2 separate regions of the Capra hircus genome follow, and region 2 is linked to region 1. Evidence: chromatin contacts called from public Hi-C data. All regions are on one chromosome and are shown on one strand. The core of a region is the stretch at or near the end of the contact, and the rest is flanking DNA. Distances in the headings are between cores, read along the strand shown. Region 1 has its middle 3.2 kb from the start of XIRP1. Region 2 holds the start of CX3CR1 (CX3C chemokine receptor 1).

What was found. A called contact is a pair of places that touch in the nucleus more often than the background predicts.
Region 2: a Hi-C map of liver shows a contact between it and region 1, with 4 times the contacts expected there. The contact joins the promoter of CX3CR1 here to the enhancer-like site in region 1. A contact is called at or near these places in 4 of 5 Hi-C or Micro-C datasets (blood and liver).

The regions. Positions count from the first base shown.
Region 1 is chr22:12,366,679-12,371,284 of ARS1.2, forward strand. No RefSeq gene overlaps it. Among named protein-coding and RNA genes, the nearest start is that of XIRP1, 3.2 kb to the left of the region's middle. Within about 2 kb of position 2,478, at least 1 of the 5 cell types and tissues checked has an H3K27ac peak or open chromatin away from gene starts, as enhancers often do.
Region 2 is chr22:12,430,011-12,434,616 of ARS1.2, forward strand. It overlaps CX3CR1 (CX3C chemokine receptor 1), which reads right to left and starts at 2,691. Exons shown (of 2, transcript XM_005695559.3): 1 at 2,440-2,691.

The sequences.
Region 1 (4,606 bases), core at 1,228-3,727:
GGCGTTTAGGCCGGGAAGGGCAGTGTGGCGAGGGGCATCCGGAGACCACGCAGAGCACAAGCGACTCAGGCATTTTGCCCGGTTCCATGTCGAAGTTGTGTTCTGCTACCTGGCAGAACAAGGTCTTTCTTCTGACATCCTGGGGGCCCTCTGGTGCCAGGAAGTGATGCCAGGCACTGCTCACTCTTTCCGTTGAGTCAGTGGCAGGCAGGCAGCATTGGCCTGGGGTGAGAAGAGGGGCACTGGGGAGCCCTCCTCCCTGGCCTCCTCTGATTCCGGCCTTTTTGCCCTTTGCTGCCCTAGCACCTATTTCCCGGATCCTGTCTCTCCCTGGGAAGGGCAGGAAGATACCCATCCTCTCGGGCCAAGGGAAGAGGAACCTTAGTGCCTGCCCTCTGGGGTGGCTTTGAGACTTGAATGAATTCACATATTAGAGGGTTTTGTGAGAGTGCTCAGCACATGGCCTGTGTTATCCAAGGGCCTGATGCACAGGTTATTACATACGTAAGAAAAGGAACGTACCTGGTTGGAATCCTCTTTTGTACTCACTGCAGATATGATAAACTCATGGTAGAAATTTCCCATGCCTGGATTGTTTTTATCTAATACAATTGTACTGTCCAAGACAACTTCCACTAACCCCGTGAGACTATTTAAATAGGTTAAAATGAAACAAAATGAAAAATTGTGTTCCTGCATCCCTTTAGCCACATTTTAAGTGCTCTGTGGAGCAGAGTACAAAATGTTTCCATCATTGTGGAAGTGTGATAGCACTATCACAGACACTGAAACTCTCATTGAGGGTGGTGTTTCCTTCTTTGCCTTGGCTCCAAGGACACTCTGAGCTAAATGTTTAGACTTTCAGCAGGTCGCTGTGGGTTGTATCCTGTGTCATGGGGGTAAACAACTGGCCCTGTTGCCTGTCTCTGAGGGGTTTCCCAGAACAAGGGACTTTCAATTTTAAAACTGGGAAGGTTCGAAGAAAAACAGGCTGAGCTGGTCACCCTATGTGTAGTGATCTAACAAAATCACATCATCAGGGTGTCAGTGATATGGCCATTAAGGCAGTGGTCAGGCATTATTTATCAGAGTATCTTTGGTGGTGGGGATGCTGGGCAGTTATCTTTCTAAAAGCCCCCTCAAATCATCTTGGGAAGGGGGCTGGGAGTAAATGGTTATCCTGAGGTCGAATGGCTGTGCTGGTTAATTGATCTCTCAGAAGGCAGAAGGGCAGGGAGGGAATGGAGAGGGAAGGCGTCGTTTTTCAGTGATTACAACCTGCCCCCCACCCCCACTGCTTCTGGAGCTTAGTGTTTCCCGGTCTTGAGGGCACATTCCTCTGTCAGTCCATCCCTCTTCAGTGGGGCTCTGCTGAAGTTGGGGATTAGTCAGAAGCCCCTGCCTGTCTCCCAGGAAAACGGGCACTCTGGCAGGGCTCAGAGTGAGCAGCTGGCAGTAGACTCACCTGATGTTTCAGGAGAGGCAGGACGCAGGGAAGGTTCAGAGCCAGGCTGCCTACCTGAGTTTGAATCCTGTCTGTGACACTTACTAGCTGTGTGACGTTGGCAAGTTACTCACCCTGTCTGTTCGCCAGTTCCCTCACCTATAAAATGGGCATAATAATAGTGTATACCTCAAAAGGCTGCTGTGAGGAGCACACATCTGTTACACACGCACACACCACATCGGGTACAGTGCCCAGCATATGTAAACTCAACTGATGATTAAGCTCAATACATTCTCCCCTGGGTCCCCACCACCGGCAACTTTCCCTGGTCCCAGATCCCAGTGTATCCTCTGGGTCTGAAGGCAAGTGTCCTTCAAAGCCCTGGCTGGCAGTGCTGGCCTCCCTCCAGCTGGGAAGCAGACACGGGTGTCTGCTCTGGGCCAGCCAGGGCGTGTCTGTTCCAGGGCTGTAGGACAGGTCAGCTCAGCCTCTTGACAAAATCCTCTGAACCTGCAGAAGGGACTTTCTGCGCTGCTCAGGCGGCAGCTCAAAGGTGGGCAGATTTGAGGAGAGAGTGTCCGCCTTCTGCCGTGGGAGTCTGATGGCCATGCTGTGAGGGTCGTGTGGGCCCTGGTGCCAGACCGCTCTCACCAGCCTGTCTTCCTATTTCTATGACCTCTGAGAGTCTGCCTGCTTTCTGTATTCTAGTGTGTTAGTTTGGGATCTTCTAAGAGCAGAGTCCAAGAAGAGCATTTGGGTGCAAGTGGTTTCACTGGGAGGGGAGGAAGGGGGTGAGGGGCTAAAAGTGAGGAGGAGAAGGAAAGCAGATTACTTCTGTGGACAGCTGGGGCTGGATCCCTCTGGAGACTTCGGGAGCTGGTGTGGAACACGCCTCACCCAGGGTTGGGGGGTGGTGGTAAGGGAGCCGGGGTATTCATCCACCCTCCTCACTCCCCTGGATGAGGATTGCTCCCAGAAGCACTGGCTCCCACAGATTCCCCGTCTCCCCCTCAGGCAGAGAGATCCAAGTGATTGAGGCTAGGACCCTGGGAGCCTGTACGGGGACCGCCCACTGAGGCTGCTGGTGACCCCAGGGAGACGTGAGGGATCCAGGGGCGCTGGCAAGAGCTGCTGCATTAACTTCTCCCGCCTGTGAGACGAGCACTCATGTCATAGGGCTGTTTTGAAGATTTAGACCAGTATACTGGCCAGTGGAAGGGCTTCCCAGGTGGCGCTGGTGGTAGAGAATCCTCCTGCCGCAGGAGATGCCAGACACACTGGCTCAACCCCTGGGTTGGGAAAATCCCCTGGAGGAGGAAATGGCAACTCCAATATTCTTGCCTGGGAAATCCCATGGACAGAGGAGCCTGGAGGGCTACAGTCCATGGGCCACAGAGTCAGACACAGCTGAGCACAAGAACAGTTATATGTATGTGTACATCCAGGAGAAACCCAGAGGAAGCCCCACAGGACGCTTAAAATGTTCTGGTAGCCACACTGTGAAAAGCAAAAAGTGACATTAATTTAAAAAAATATATTTTATTTCACTCAAGTTTCTAAAATGTTATATGTACATATATCAATAAAGGAGAAGGCAATGGCACCCCACTCCAGAACTCTCGCCTGGAAATCCCATGGACGGAGGAGCCTGGTGGGCTGCAGTCCATGGGGTCGCTAAGAGTCGGACACGACTGAACGGCTTCTCTTTCACGTTTCACTTTCCTGCATTGGAGAAGGAAATGGCAACCCACTCCAGTGTTCTTGCCTGGAGAACCCCAGGGACGGGGGAGCCTGATGGGCTGCTGTCTATGGGGTTGCACAGAGTTGGACACGACTGAAGCGACTTAGCAGCACCTTCAGCATATCAATGAAAATTGTTAATGAGATACTTTTACATTCTTTATGCCTCCTGTGTCAGTGTGTATTTTTTTTTCTTTTCAATAGACTTTTTTGGGAAACTTTTCTTTAGGTTTGCATTGAAATCGAGCAGAAAGTAGAGTTCTGATATACCCTTTGCCTCTAGATAAATGCACAGCCTCCTCCGCTATCAGGATCCCCCACCAGATGGTACATTTGTTACAATCGATGAACCTGCATTGACACATCATTGTCACTCAAAGGTCATGGTTTATGTTAGGGTTCATTCTCGGAATTGTACGTTCTGTGGGCTTGGGTGAATATATAATGACATGTATCCATCCTTATGGAATCATTCAGTGTTACTTCACTCTGTGCTTGCTCTTCCTATTCACCCCTTCCTCCTCTCTAACTACTGGCAGCCACTGACCATTTTACTGTTTGCATAGTAAGTAAGTAAAGTCGCTCAGTCGTGTCCGACTCTTTGTGACCCCGTGGACTGCAGCCCACCAGGCTCCTCAGTCCATGGGATTCTCTGTTTGCATAGTTTTGCCCTTTTAAAGACGGCATACAGTTAGACTCATATAGTACATATCCTTTTTGAATTGTCTTCTTTCACTTAGTAATATGCATTTAAGGTTCTTCCATGGCTTTTCAGGGCTTGATAACTCATTTGTTTTCAGAGTTAAGTAATAATTCATTGTCTGGATGTACCACAGTTTGATTGATTCACCTACTGAAGGATGTCTTGGTTGCCTTGACGTTTTCGCAGTTAGGAATACGGTTGCAATAAACATCTGTGTGTAGGTTTTTGCGTGCATATAAGTTTTTAGCTCCTCTGGGTAAATACCACGGAGTGCACTTGGTGGATAGAATGGGAAGAGTGTGTTTAGTTTCCTAAGATGCGGCCCAACTGTCTTCCAAAGTGGCCGCACCAGTCTTGCCTTCCCACCAGCAATGAGTGAGGGTTCGTGTTGCTCTGCTTCCTTGCCAGCATTTGGTGTTGTCAGTGTTCTGGATTTTGGCCGTTTTAGGAGGCATGCAGCAATATCTCGTTGTTGTTTTCATTTGCATTTTCCTGATGATACAAGATGTGGATCACCATTTCATATGCTTATTTGCCATCTGTGTATCTTTGATGAGATGCCTGTCAAGGTCTTTGACTCATTTTCAAAATGGGGTTGTTTGTTTTCTTACTGTTGAGTTTTAAGAGTTCTTTGCATATTTTTATGCAAACAGTCTTTATCTGTTATGCCTTTTGCAAATGTTTTCTCCAGACTGTGGCTTGTCTTCTGACTCTCT
Region 2 (4,606 bases), core at 1,441-3,940, 64 kb after region 1:
TGGCTTAAATCTCAGCATTCAGAAAACTAAGATCATGGCATCTGGTCCCATTACTTCATGGGAAATAGATGGGGAAACAGTGGAAACAGTGTCAGACTTTATTTTGGGGGGCTCCAAAATCACTGCAGATGGTGACTGCAGCCATAAAATTAAAAGACGCTTACTCCTTGGAAGGAAAGTTATGACCAACCTAGAAAAAGCAGAAACATTACTTTGCCAGCAAAGGTCTGTCTAGTCAAGGCTATGGTTTTTCCAGTGGTCATGTATGGATGTGAGACTGCGGAGACTCAGTCTCATGACTCCAACTCATGTATGGAGTTGGACTGTGAAGAAGGCTGAGTGCCGAAGAATTGATGCTTTTGAACTGTGGTGTTGGAGAGACTCTTGAGAGTCCCTTGGACTGCAAGGAGATCCAACCAGTCCATTCTGAAGGAGATCAGCCCTGGGATTTCTTTGGAAGGGATGATGCTAAAGCTGAAACTCCAGTACTTTGGCCACCTCATGCGAAGAGTTGACTCATTGGAAAAGACTCTGATGCTGGGAGGGATTGGGGGCAGGAGGAGAAGGGGACGACAGAGGATGAGATGGCTGGGTGGCATCACCGAATCTATGGACTGAAGTTTGAGTGAACTCTGGGAGTTGGTGATGGACAGGGAGGCCTAGCGTGTTGCGATTCATGGGGTCACAGAGAGTCGGACACGACTGAGCGACGGAACTGATGCAACACGGGGGACCTGAGTTCCCTGACCACAGATTGATTCCATGCAACCTGCTTTGCGAACATGGAGTCTTAAACACTGGACTACCAGGGAAGCCCCAGTATGAATGCATTTTTAAAATACAAACCAAAAACATAGATCTGCTGTATGAACTCACATACAGGAAGGTGAGAAACAGGCAAGGATAATCCATGGAAAGGTTTAAAATCCTTGTAAAGCTACAAGGACAAGGAGAGAATCAGTAACCATAAAGGTGAGGATTGGGGTGATTTCTGGGAGGGCAGGGGTGGTGATCCGGAGAGGCCTGATGGAGCTGCCGGGGGCTGGTCAGGTTCTCTGCTGCTGCCTGGATGATGGTTAGGTGGGAGATCAGTATATGAGTTGTTGACCTGCACACTGTCCTTTGAGTGTATTATGTTTTCAGATGAACACAGGTTTAGGGAAAAGACAAAAGGGCACAGGAACATATTTAAAGAGATGTTGTATAGGTTTTCTTCCCTACAAGAGTCACAATTCACCCACATGTGTGTCCACTCAGACTTTCTTTCTGAAGATGATGTTTTCCAATGACACAAACCTTCTGAGCCCGAATGTCCTCACAGTGATTATAAAAGCATACATCAATGTTGATCATCAAAGTCTGTCAGCAATTTATTACTAAAATGGTTTTCATTATAAATGCAGTAGATGCTCATTATAAAAAATGCAGATGGTGCAAAAAAGCATGGAAGAAAAAGGAAAGAAAAAACTCAAGAAAGAAAGAAAAAATACATTTTTTTCAAGTTATAGGAAAAAAACCAAATACCTAGACAAGGAAAAGACATGTCACTTTTGAACAGAAAGTCAAGAATAAGGTAGTGCCAGAAGGAAAGATCATAAAAAGGCTTGCTGTCCATTTGACTTATTTTGTTCCTAAAAATACAAATAGTATGTATATACTTCAGACTCTACAGCGGATTCTTATTGCTCCTATTTAAAAAAATCTTTCTAGGAGTACATAGAGAAGGAGCATGAAACAGATGTGGAAAGTTAACAATAATAATAATAATGGGAATTCCACGGTGGTCCTAGTTGCTGGGACTCCATGACTTTATTGCCCTGTGTGTTGAATCCCCGGTTAGGGAACTAAGATCTTGCAACACTTGCAGTACAGCCAGAAAAAAAAAATGATGATGATAATAATAACTTTGATGCTGTTTCTTACCTTAGAAAGTTGACAGTAATTCCTCAATATCATCCAGATACAATCTTACCTTTTAATTTTTTCTTTTATTGTAGTTGATTCATAAAGTGTTAATTCTGCTATAGAACAGTGATTCATATATGTATCTATTCTGTTCCATTATGGTTTATTACAGGATATTGAATATAGTTCCCTTGGCTGTAGTGTAGAACCTTGTTTTTTATCCACCCTATATAAAATAGTTTGCAGATGCAATTTTAAATGATGCTTTTTTATGGGCATTTCTCCATGTCCCTGAAATGTAATTACTAATGCTTCTAATCATATTTCATCATGTTAAGCACATCATAAGTGATCTAATCAGTCACTGTCTTCCCCTACCAAGCCCCCTAGTACATTTAGGCTATAAGATCCTCTGGAAAATGGTCTCCCTTGTTGGCAGGTAAAGCAAACCAGCCTCATTAACCCACTTTGACCTCTGACCACAGTGCCTCACCCAGCGCGCCCACAGGTGCTAAATGAGCCCTCTGCTCCTACCTGGGCTGGGTCTGGGGAGGGAACCTCGAGAGGTGGCGATGTGCCAGTCAGCCTTCCTGTCCCACGCACAGTCTGTCAGAGAGTATCTCCCTCTCCTCTGAGGGCATCTTTATTTGCAAAGTTAGCCAATAGTATCTGGTTTCCTGTGAGGAAGACTATCTTTAGAGGCTGCTGCAGTCTCAGAAGCTCCAGGCTTGAGGCCAGCTGAGATGGGAGGGTCTGAAGTCAGGGACTAGGAAGAGCCTGGGGCAGACCCAGCGGGGCCAGGAGGGAGTGTGTTTACTTGGGGACTGTGTTACCTCTCTCACTGGGCAGCGGGCGGGAAGTAGAGTAGCTCTCTTTAGTGATGTGCCTTCAGGCAGGCCCAGAAATAGAGTCTCAGTTTTCCTGCTAATAAAAGGGAGCCCATAATACTCACCAGACAGCACTGGGGTGCAGATTAAATGAGCTACAGTTTTTCTTCTCAAAGTGTGATCCCAGCTGGGAGCTTCTCAGAGATGCTGTGCCTCGGGCCGCTGCCACCCCAGACCTCTTGAATCAGACTGCATTTTTTGGATTCCTTCTAAGCTTTTTTTGCAATAAAGAAAAGTCATCTGTATTTTTTGTGTTTTTTCATGTGACTCACTTTATTGTGAATTAACTTTATTGTAGTGGTCTGGGACCAAACTTACAATATTTATAAGGTATGCTTACATTGTTTTATTAAAAAAATTTTTTTTCTATCAAAGTGTATTTAACTTACAGCGTTTCAGGTATACAGCAAAGTGATTCAGTTATGCATCCATCTGTCCATACATATATATTCTTTTTCAGATTTTTTTCCATTATAGGTTATTATAAGATATGAAACATAGAGACTACATTTTAATGAAATTTTTAGGAGTTTGATATAAACACAATGAATCTGAGAGGCATTGATACAGAAAGCACCTACTGAGTGCCTGGCTCCTGGTGGATGCTTAATAATTATGGTTCTCCTCACCTCCCTCAGGGCTCTTGGTGGTTCTCTGTGCCCTGCAGTCAAGCCCAAGTCCTGTATCTGAAGGGCAATGGCCCAGGCTGCTCCCGCGGGATATGGTACCCGGCCAGGCCCTGATGTCCGGGCCGTGCCGCTGCTCCCTGCCCTGGCCAGCTGGTTCTCTGACTTAATCTCAGTCACCTCGGCTGCACTGCCGTCCCACGACTTCCTTACTTGCCTAAGTCATGTTTAAGGCCAAGCCTCCTTCTGGTCTGTCTTTATCCCAGGATCTAACCAGGTTCTGGCACCAGTGAGCCTTCAGCACACATGTTCATTGAGTGGTCAGTGACACGACCCCCCGCAAGGCCTTCCCTGGCTGCCACTGTCCTCACAGCCTGCGCCCAGCACACCCCTGGGTCTCCTGTGGTCTCCAGAGGGTGGGGTTACCCCGTCAGCTTCCACCTCGCCTTCTCCTCATCCAGAACCAGCCATGGTGGGACTGCAGTACCACAGGCTGGGTGGCCAGCTGGTGTTTGAGGAAGTCCATTGCCCAGTCTCCTTTCTCAGTCTCTCCCTGGCCGCAGTCTCAGGCCACCTCTCCCTGCCTTCGGCCAGGCTGAAATGTGTGCCAGAAATAATCCAGAGACTGCTGCTAGACACCCCCAGGTGGGAACGCAGTATAGAGGAGCTGGTCCCACTGAGAACTGGCAGATAGACTTCACTCAAATGCCTCAAGCTACAGGAAACTTCGGATACTTGTTAGCATTTGTGGACACTTTTTCTTTTCCGATTTTTGGCTGCACCACACACAGCAGGCAGGATATTAGTTCCCTGACTAGGGATTGAACCCAGGTCCCCAGCAGTAGAAGCATGGCGCCCTAACCACTGTACCACTAGGGAATTCCCTATGGACACCTTTTCAGAATGCACGGAAGCATATTCCACCCAGACAGAGAAAACCTATGAGGTAGTTAAAACCTTCCTTAAGGAACTCTTTCTCCAAGTTAGATTGCCTACACCCTTCAAAGTGACAATGAGCCTGCTTCTGTCTCCGGTACAACCCACCAGGTATCTAAAAGCATTGCATATTGTTGGCAACTATATTCACCCTGAAGACTACAATCAACAGGGAAAACTGAGAAAATGAATCACATATTGAAAGAGACCACTGCTTGCCAGGGTCTGGCCCCGGTGGATCCAGGGAATTCT